Regions from separate parts of the Drosophila melanogaster genome. Here region 2 is linked to region 1. The links are chromatin contacts, called in public Hi-C maps. All regions are on one chromosome and are shown on one strand. The core of a region is the stretch at or near the end of the contact, and the rest is flanking DNA. Distances in the headings are between cores, read along the strand shown. Region 1 holds the start of fzy (fizzy). Region 2 holds the start of del (deadlock).

Region 1 (4,851 bases), core at 1,134-3,633:
AACATACCTATGATTAACACAACTTAAATTCCCGATGTGGTTATATCGATGTCCCCAGAAGCACGCCTTTTCTGCCCCAGAATTGTATGCAATATTATTCCTAGACACACACGTTCTCAAAATGCATCCAGGAAATGGAACCTTATGTACTTACTGTCCCGGCACGTGGGAATCCGAAACGAATAGAATTCCTTGTGTTAACGCAAAATGTTTAGAGCGAAATAAAGCATACAAGGATGCAGAATGTCAAGCATTTTATTTATACGCACACAAACTTAACTCTAAGCAATAAAAGTAACTGACAAAATTTAATTATTCATATATCGTCGGCGGGGGCACATAATCAGAGATTTATCCGTAATTACAAAGTACGAAACATTAAACGAGAACATAAAAATTGGATATGCATTCAAGAAATAATTGTCTAGTCTGGAAAACATACCAGTAGTAAGTATTGAAGCTTAAACTTAGCAATCAAGGGGGTAAAAACAGTTCTAAAGGTCTGAGCATATCAACGGATGCTCTGTCGGAACACGCTCTGTTTGCCCTTGCTGGTCGAAACTGCCTTCTTGGACGCCAACGGATCGGGAGCGAAGCAGTTCCAAAGACGCAGGGTTTCATCAGCTCCGGCGCTGATCACTGTGCTGCCGTCCGGAGACATGGCCATCTGGAGAACTCGTGACGTGTGTCCAGTCAAATCGGCTTGCTTCACCATTGTTGGGTATTTCCAAATGGTCAGTTGGTTGTTAGCAAAACCATGCGCAGAGATCAGCTCCTTGTAGTGGCGAGAAAAGAGCAGAGAACAGACCTGCGACTTGGAGTCCACGGATTTCATTAAAGTGCCATTGTTCACATTCCAGAACTTGATGCAGCGATCGGCGGTGCCGCCTCCAGAGGCTAGAGTACTTGGTTGCCAGGGACACCAGGCCAAGGCACGCACTGCAGCTTGATGGTCGTTGAATTTGTGCAAGGGATCGGTGGCAGTTCCCACGCCACCGCTGGCCGCCGACCAAACATTCACCAGATTGTCGTTGCCTCCGCTAGCCAAATACTTGAAATCCGTGGACCACTTTAGGCCGCAAACCTCCTGCGTGTGTCCGGACAATGTGGAAAGCTTGTGCTCACGTGCACGCACATCGTGGTGGACAATGGTGCCATCCCGGCTGCCAGAGGAAACCAGGAATGAGTTCCAGGCCAAGGATCCCACTCGGGCACTGTGTCCATCCATCACTCGCAGACGCTTCACTTTGGAGCAGTCCCACAGCTCCACGGCACCGGTGCTGTTGCCGATGGCAAGTATCTGCCCCTCCTGGATCCACGATAGCGAGCCTGCGTAGTCGCCCTCCTCAAACTCCGTAAGCTGCTCGATATTTCCGGTCTGTGCGTTCCACAAATAGACGCAACTGCCCAAGGCCACAGCCACTATATTGTCGGCACTCCAATCCATAAGATTTAAATCTGGAAGAGATCAATAGTAGAAAAAAAGAAAAGAAAAGTTTTCTTCGACCTACAGTAATCGTTAATAAAATCAGGTGCATCCAGAATCCTCTCGGATGTGGTGGGTATATAGCGTGAGCCACTCTTTGTGGATATGGGTGTCTTAATGGAGTACACGACCTTCAGGGGATTGTTGTGTGTTTCTGGAGCAGCGGGAGCCTTGTTTTGGTAGCACAAAATGCGCCCGCCCTTGGAGTCACCGACCTGGGCCACTTCAGAGATGAGTTTCTGCCGGTCGCCCTTGTGAGCCGAAGCCTGGACATTGCTCTCGTTGCTGTTGCTCGAGGTGGCCTTGTCGTTCTCCTCATCGGACTTATCGCCGGAGTCTTTGTTCACCTAATAGATGGTCAGGTGGTCAATAAATTCTTAAGGGGTCTGGAATAAGGATGCCCTTACAGGGCGGGATGGAGGGATGAGTGGAATCCTTACCAGAAAGTGTGCTAACTCAAAGTTGGTAGCCGCCCGATTCGGAATAAAGCGATCTCCGCCTCCTGGCGTCTTAGAGGGCGTGGTGTTGGACTTCTTGGTCTTGCCCTCGCTGCTCTTGCCCGGAGTTTTCGTGGGCGCCTGGACACCCGAGAAACTGGTGTTGTACGAGACGGATAGCACCGACCGAGTGGTATTCACACTTCCATTTAGAGACGCCTCCAGCTTCTTCTTCCACCTGGGCGCAGGTCCGCGCGTCTCGCCGTCCATGATGAGAGCATTCTGCAAATCGCTCACAAAATTGAACTGCGACATTGTGTTCCGCTCTTTTCTGGTGTCAGTTGATTATCGAATTTATTTATTTATTATTATTAAAAAACAGAAGCTCATAGAACACTTGGATCGAATTTTTTCCAGATTTCGAGATGCAACACAAATGGCGGTTCGATTTGGAAATGTAGTGTGACCGCATCGGCTAACTGTTAGTGGTATTTTTTGTGCGTAGAGAAAATTACCAGAGAATTAAAATTAATACAAAACATTATAATTCGTTAGAAATTAAAATTGCTTCTTTAAATGAAATTATATTTGATTTATAATGGATAGCTGATTATTTATTAGCCTCATTTGCAATGTGACCGTACATCTGTGCTGCCTGATCGTTTAGATTAGTGCATCCCTGGCGCACAGCTGTCATCATCGCCGCCCTTGTAAAAAAAAAACAAGTGAGTCCCAGCGCTACAATTGCAAAGCCGAATTTTACGATAATAATTAGCAAGTCACTTTGATTAGCACCTGGAAGACGTGCTCCAGCGATTTTACAAGATGGCCTTCAACTTCACCGCCTTCACGTACATAGTGGCCCTGATCGGGGATGCATTCTTGATATTTTTCGCCATATTTCATGTCATTGCATTCGACGAACTTAAAACGGATTATAAGAACCCAATTGATCAGTGCAATAGCCTCAATCCGGTCAGTAAACTTACTGCTTACACCCGCAGTGCGCCCTGTAATGTATGTGTTTGCATTTCAGCTGGTTTTGCCCGAATACCTTCTGCACATCTTTCTGAACTTGCTCTTCTTGTTCTGCGGCGAATGGTTTTCGCTATGCATCAACATACCCCTCATAGCCTATCATATTTGGCGGTAAGTGACTCATTTGACCGTGTGATATAATGTGATTTGAGATCCGAGGAGATCAAGATTCACCCAAGCCCAACATAAGCACCCTTAAGCACTCATGCTTTGTAATACCCCTATCGCTTTCAGTTACAAAAACCGCCCTGTGATGTCGGGACCCGGACTTTATGATCCCACCACGGTCCTGAAAACCGATACTTTGTACCGGAACATGCGTGAGGGTTGGATTAAACTGGCCGTCTATCTGATTAGCTTCTTCTACTACATATACGGGTAAGTCTAATTGAGATTCATTGTGGCCAGGGTCCTCATTTGTCTAACGTTTCTAATTGCTAATTTTAGCATGGTTTATTCGCTCATCTCGACATAGGCAAGCTCTTGCCTGGGGATCTCAGTGTTGGCGCCAACGCATCAGCGTCGTGTATTAGTTGTCTAAACTCGGGTAGAGGACTTCCTTTTTTGGGGAAGAGTCCCCATCAACCGCGAACAATACTTCACTTGTAAATTCTAGTGTAAATCCATAAAGACATCTTGAAGCTTTGTTTTTTTCATACAATTTGTAATACTTTTCTGCAGTAAGAGATTGTAACATGTTTTTATTTTGATTATTTTTTGCATATCGCATCTTTGGTGTAGTTGGATTTTAAGCATTAAATAAAAGTCAAATCAATGTAACCAATTTTCATTTTTCTGTTTAGCATGAGGGACAGCGGAATTTTTGGCTAAACACGACGAACATGGAGCAACGAGCACTTAAGATAATAAAGATTATGAAAGGGCACTTAAACCTTATCAGCAGGGCAAACATAGATATAGTCTCTCTCCAATTTGATACTTGCATTACACGTTTTCTAAGGTAATATACAAGTTTCTTACATCAGCAAACATATTTATCATTCGGCTTTATATTTTGGAAATTATATTTAATTTTAGAGCTTCCATTAGAATGGAAAAATTCACCAAAGAACCACATGCTAAAATAAATGTATTTTGCTTTAGAACGTATTTATAACTTTATTTTACAATCGTTTCGGGAGGCCACAGCTTGGAATAAACAATATTGTGATTGAATCTTGATTAAAATAAAAAGCTGTATACATGGATAGGTACATGGGGCTTTTAATGGGCAACTGGCGTTTGATTACGACATAAAAACAACGAAGAACAAGAAGAAGAATATGAGAACGCCGAAGATTTTGATCATCAGCCAGCGATTTTTGGAGACGGATTGAAAGTATTTCAAGATCTCCCCATGGGCAGCCTCAATATTCAATTCCGCATCCGCCACATTCGTGTCAATACGCTCCACGATCTCTTCCTGCTCCTTAACCATATGTGCCAGCTGCTGGAATATTCCGCCGAGCTCAACGATGGTAGATTCTATATTTTGCATGGTCTCCGCCCGCTGCTGGACGTAATTATCGGAATCATCGTAGATGGCCATCTGTGTCTGGGTTGATAGGAGTGGTGTGGTATCGCTGCTCCCCATATCTATGCTGACCGCTTGGTTTTCCTCGCTGAGAAGCAAAGATCCCTGCTTGGCTGTCGAGGGGGAGACGGTGTGCGCGGCCAACGGACCTGGTCCCTGGCTAAACTGATCACGTCGCGTCTTCTGCTGCTTGAGGTTCTCCGTGCGCACCTCCAGGATTTGCTTGAAGTCCGTGCTCATGCTGGCCAGTTTCGATTGCAGGGCCAGTACCATGTTAGAGGAATGTGACACCAAATGCTTGCCGTTTGTGTGACGCCGCTGATCCTTGGAGATGTCCTGCAGTCGGGCAATTTGTT
Region 2 (4,851 bases), core at 786-3,285, 4.8 Mb before region 1:
TCTGGGCCTGAGTTTGGTTAATTTAATCGTATATTTAAGAGGATAATAAATTAACAAAATATTAAAATAAATTAACAAAATAAAAAAATAAATGTAAAAAAAATATATTTTAGTGGGTAGAGAACAACACTGCTCCCAGGAAAAAAGAATGTTAAGTTAGGAAAAACATATAAGGACATTCAAAAAATCCTTGAATGTCAAAATGCCAAAATGGTATCCAATGCCATTAAATATGAATGGAAGCCCGAAAACTGTGGTACCATACGTAAAACCACAAATATAGAGGATTGACGCATTATTTCTTACAGCAATGTCTAACCTTTTGCATCCTCTAGGGACATAAAGTCTGTGCTGAACTTGGGAATTAGCGACGATACTATTCGGAGACGACTACTGAATTAAAATTTCAGTGCGAGGAGTCCACGAAAGGTTCCCCTACTTAGCCCAAGGTATGTTAAGGCAAGGTTAAGCTTCGCTAAAACCTACCTAAACTTGCCAGTCTCCAAATGGCGTAATAACCTTTGGACTGATGGGTCAAAAATAGTGCTATTTGGTGGAACTGGTTCACTACAGTATATCTGACGACCTCCAAACACGGAGTACCACCCAAAACACCCACTGAGGAATTTCAATCACGGTGGACCTAAAATCCTGATATGGGCTTGTTTTTTTTACAATGATATGATTTATGGTATTATAGACCAAAACGCATATGTAAATATACTTAGTGATGTCTTACTGTCGTACTCTGCTTGCCCTTAACAAAAAAATGGACATTCCAACAGGATAATGATCCGAAACGCAGAAGTAAATCGGCTAAGAATAGGTTCACCCAAAATAGAATACATGCAATGCCGTGGCCAGCACCATTTTCCGATTTAAACCCGATTAAAACCCTGTGGGGGGACATTAAACAATATGTGCCGAAGAAATGCCCGACGTCTAAGGTGCAGCTTTGGCAAGTTGTGCAGGATGCATGGCAAAAATTCCCCCCAAACGTTGCCAGGACGTTACCTTGTGGACTCCATGCCGCGTGGGTGTAAGGCTATGCCGGCTAACAAAAGCAATCCAACCAAGTATTAAACCCTAATTAACATATTAAAAAGAACAACTATATTATTTCAGCCCATTATGTTGTTTTAATCTATAATTTCGAAACTATTGAAGAAATAAAAGTGAATCATTTGTTGAATTGTTTGAAAATAAATACCAAATGATATTATAAAAAAAGATTACACATTAAAACTTAAAATCATATGATTTTTTTATCTTAAACTCGCAGGTCCCAAGCACTGCTATTTTTATGAACACAGCTGTAGATAAGAATATGATGCGATATGATATGAAACAAGAGTACAATGTTGCCAGATCGTTGGCAATTCGATATTCAACTTAATCGATATTCAACATTGCTCACATTTCACAAGGAATTGGCGCGCTTGCGAATTACAAGACTTTGTCATCGATTTCTATTTTCTTCCGCTATTCGAGCTTTATTAGTTTCCCCTTATTTGCCTATTCTTTTTTGTTGTACCCCAAATTTTGGCCGGTTCTCGGTTCCACGAGATTGAAGCTACTTTTTGTGAGCTTTTTCATTTAATTAACCTTTATCCTTTACTCACTTATGATGATGCTTGATTTTGGTGCGCTTTCTCTTCTATGTTGCTTTAAAGCCAATTGCAGTACTTACCGAACTTGAGTGAATTACCCATTAACGGCAATTCCTTAAGGCTAACGCCTCTAAGCGATTAGGCAAAGGCTTTGGTTTTAGGTTTGTCGCTTGAGAGCCCTAAGCTCCAATTCTGGGAAACTTTCGCTTCTTGGGAACTGACCAAACGCTTCCAATAGTTTGAAGAACAAAACCTTCTCTTTTTGTTTTAAATCCAACTCGTGGATGTGGTAGATTTTTTGCTTTACTTTTTCAAGAAATATTCCTTTACAGATAATCTCAACGAAAAAAAACCGTAACTTTTATGGATGTGTACGGACACATGTGAGTGATGTCAGAATAACTCAAGGATACAAATTGTGTATTCACAATATTTGGTTTTAAAAATTGTAAATAAATTAGGAGATGGGCAACACAGTTAAGTTTGTTTACATAATGGCAAAAAGCCTTTTGATAGGACCTTCTGGTATTTAACTACCGCTTACCCGACCTCACGGTCACACTGGTATGAACTGTTAAAGTTAATGCGCAAGCACACATGGCGTGATCATGGAAAAGTTGGACAAAATAAGGATGAGCCAAAAACTGTCCTGCTGGCAGCATATTCTGACCACGTTGGGGACGAGTTCCAAGACAGAGCAGGAATGGAATACTTTTTTCAAGGGGTTCCTCGAAAGTTGGAGAAAGCCCTACTGTATCCAAACCAGCTGCGTAAGAATTCTGAAAATTTTATCCGAGAACTACTCGTTTAATATTTGTTCTTATCAACTAACAGGATCCGAGCATACCGCTGAGAAAGGAGCTCTTGGTCAGACCGAGGAAAGCCCTGCAAGAAAACCCGCATGGACCGGGGTCCACACTTCCAGAGTCCCCTGTTTTCCTGGAACCCATCAATTCCACCGCGCCGCGTGAACATCCGAGTCCCAGCAAGTCACATTCAACAGGTTCAACAGGTTGTGATCCTGGTAATGGAGAAAGATCTCCAAGTGTTTCGAATAAAAATTCTAAGTATAAAAATCCTGGTAACTCCAAATATGCTAAAATCTGGAAGCGGAGTAATAATCATACGACTTCCATTTTCTCCAAAGCTCAAATTTCCAAGCGCAGAGATAAACTCTCAAGTACGAAGAAGCGGCCAGATACATGTGCACCAACTGATGATTCGCGCAAAAACCGAGAACCACGTGCTTGTGCTCCCAACAAAAATATTTTCAAGACCAGAGAGACCAATGCTCCAAACTTGACGAAAAATTCATGTGCTCTTCCAAATGTTCTTATATTAAGTCCCAACAGTGCGTCTAAAATAACGCAACGTGGACATTCTGTTGGTCAGACGCAAGATTACAAAGCTTCTCCAGGCAAAATAATCAAGCGTGTTCCCAGATATAGTTTACAATGCTTAAAGAAAAAAACCGAGAAAGTACATAATAAAATAATGGACAAGCCTAAGAATAAACAGCAGCCCCAGACTCCACCGCCATTTCTGCTCAATAACGAGTACACGGAATCAAGCGACGACTCTGATGACCAACTGCCGCTTTCAGAATTGTCGCAAAAGATGAAAAGCAATAAACTGAATACCCTTTTCCTTTCTCGCAATGAAGATTGTAGTCCTGCTCCTGAGAAAGTAAAGCTAAAAGGAGAACGTCCCGCACAAAATAAGAAAGAGCAGCTCACATGGGAGCCATCAATATTAACTAATTTAACCGATCTAGGCAAGCAAGTAGCAGAGCCCCTTCGAAAATCAGTTAAAAAATCTGCCAAACAGCAGAAACCACGAGTTAGAGCCCCTCCTCAGGGAAAAAAAACGTTACCTCAATTGCAAACAGGTTTAAAGACTCAGGACAAGCAATCAACTCACGAAATGATAAGTGAGCAGGCCAAAACCATCTCAGAAGCATCTGGACAGCAGACATCTCAAGTCCAAAGTAGCTTGTCGCCAAACAATATAAGGAACAATAGCGTAAAATTAGTAAGCAGCATTATGGTTTTAACGTCACCTAATAACTTCCTTTTGTTACCGCAGATAAGCGCCAAAACGTTGATGCCAGCCCAGAGATCACAAGACTATTCCCCAAACAAAATGCAAGTGGGTCAGCCACTGGGTTTCGCCATAGAATTACCTAGTCCCGTGGACGGCAAGGAAGCCAGCGTCGAGATCGATACCCAGCTGGTCCATACCAGCAAGTTCTTAGAGAATATGACAAGACCATCGACAGTGGAGGTACACAAATTCGATTTAATGGACATCTTTATGGGAGAAAATGAAAAGTTGGACTATGAGTACGACGATGATGATGTGCTCTCGGTGGCTGCCTCCTGGAATGGACTCGACGATGAGAATGTGCCTGAGGACGAACCGAGGAAGGAAGCGAAAACTGCAGAGCAGTTACCCAAACCCGAGCCTTCCACAGAAACACTTAAGCCAATCGAAAAAGAAAACGCACAAAAAATGCAAAGCATAAAATCGTTTCAAATTCCTAAACTTAATGCTAAAAATCTGAAGACACAGCCCTCCGTGATGCGTTCCATCTACGAGAATGAAGAGTTGGAAAAGAATAAGGTGTTGGCAAAGCCTGCGCCGCCTTCACTAGTGCATCAACCCTTAGCTGAATCCAATCGTAACCAACGGGACGAAGCAACTGCTGCCCGACGGGCCAAAGAAACATTCCCAGTATTTGCTCCACTATATCGTGTAGCACCAGAATCGGCAGCTACTCTGGTCAGCGCCAACAGCCAACAGGTTATACCACAAGTATACTTTTCCACCTCCAACCAAGATGGTGTTAATTGGATCAAAGATGTGTTTGGGATAAGGTGCATGCAAAGTGTAGACAACAAATGCATCTCTATTAATTGTGATCATACGATGAACAGTTTGGGTGAAGTACAGAAACGACTGATGAGGATGGACGAGGACACTTTGCTGAGCCTATACCGACAAACGATACGAAGCTTTTTCCTGTTTCAGACCTACTACACCTCGTTCGTGGATATCTTCAAATTTCGCAATCTCTGGCAGTATCTGCTAATCATGCTGGTCGACTGCCGCTTGTACAAAAGCATTTCAGCTCCCCTACTGGCACACGTCTATGAAGCTCTCAGTAAGTGCGGTATGCAGAAAGAGGCAGTGAAAAGGATAATGGAGCATGTGTGGTTGCCATGCAAAGCTCACAAATATC

Evidence for each region. Hi-C and Micro-C count contacts between places; a contact is called where the count stands out from the background.
Region 2: a Hi-C map of the Kc167 cell line shows a contact between it and region 1, with 4 times the contacts expected there.

Annotation. Positions count from the first base shown.
Region 1 is chr2L:16,308,488-16,313,338 of dm6, reverse strand. fzy (fizzy) reads right to left here and starts at 2,383. Exons shown (of 3, transcript NM_058153.4): 1 at 1,927-2,383; 2 at 1,512-1,833; 3 at 242-1,458. The coding sequence starts at 2,238. The coding sequence ends at 512. It overlaps cni (cornichon), which reads left to right and starts at 2,613. Exons shown (of 5, transcript NM_001273566.1): 1 at 2,613-2,648; 2 at 2,699-2,898; 3 at 2,960-3,072; 4 at 3,196-3,339; 5 at 3,409-4,047. The coding sequence starts at 2,749. The coding sequence ends at 3,436. It overlaps Syx5 (Syntaxin 5), which reads right to left. Exons shown (of 2, transcript NM_134305.3): 2 at 4,065-4,851. The coding sequence ends at 4,208. It overlaps cact (cactus), which reads left to right. Exons shown (of 7, transcript NM_001273567.1): 7 at 1-242.
Region 2 is chr2L:21,145,730-21,150,580 of dm6, reverse strand. del (deadlock) reads left to right here and starts at 2,035. Exons shown (of 3, transcript NM_001273737.1): 1 at 2,035-2,380; 2 at 2,445-3,641; 3 at 3,696-4,851. The coding sequence starts at 2,219.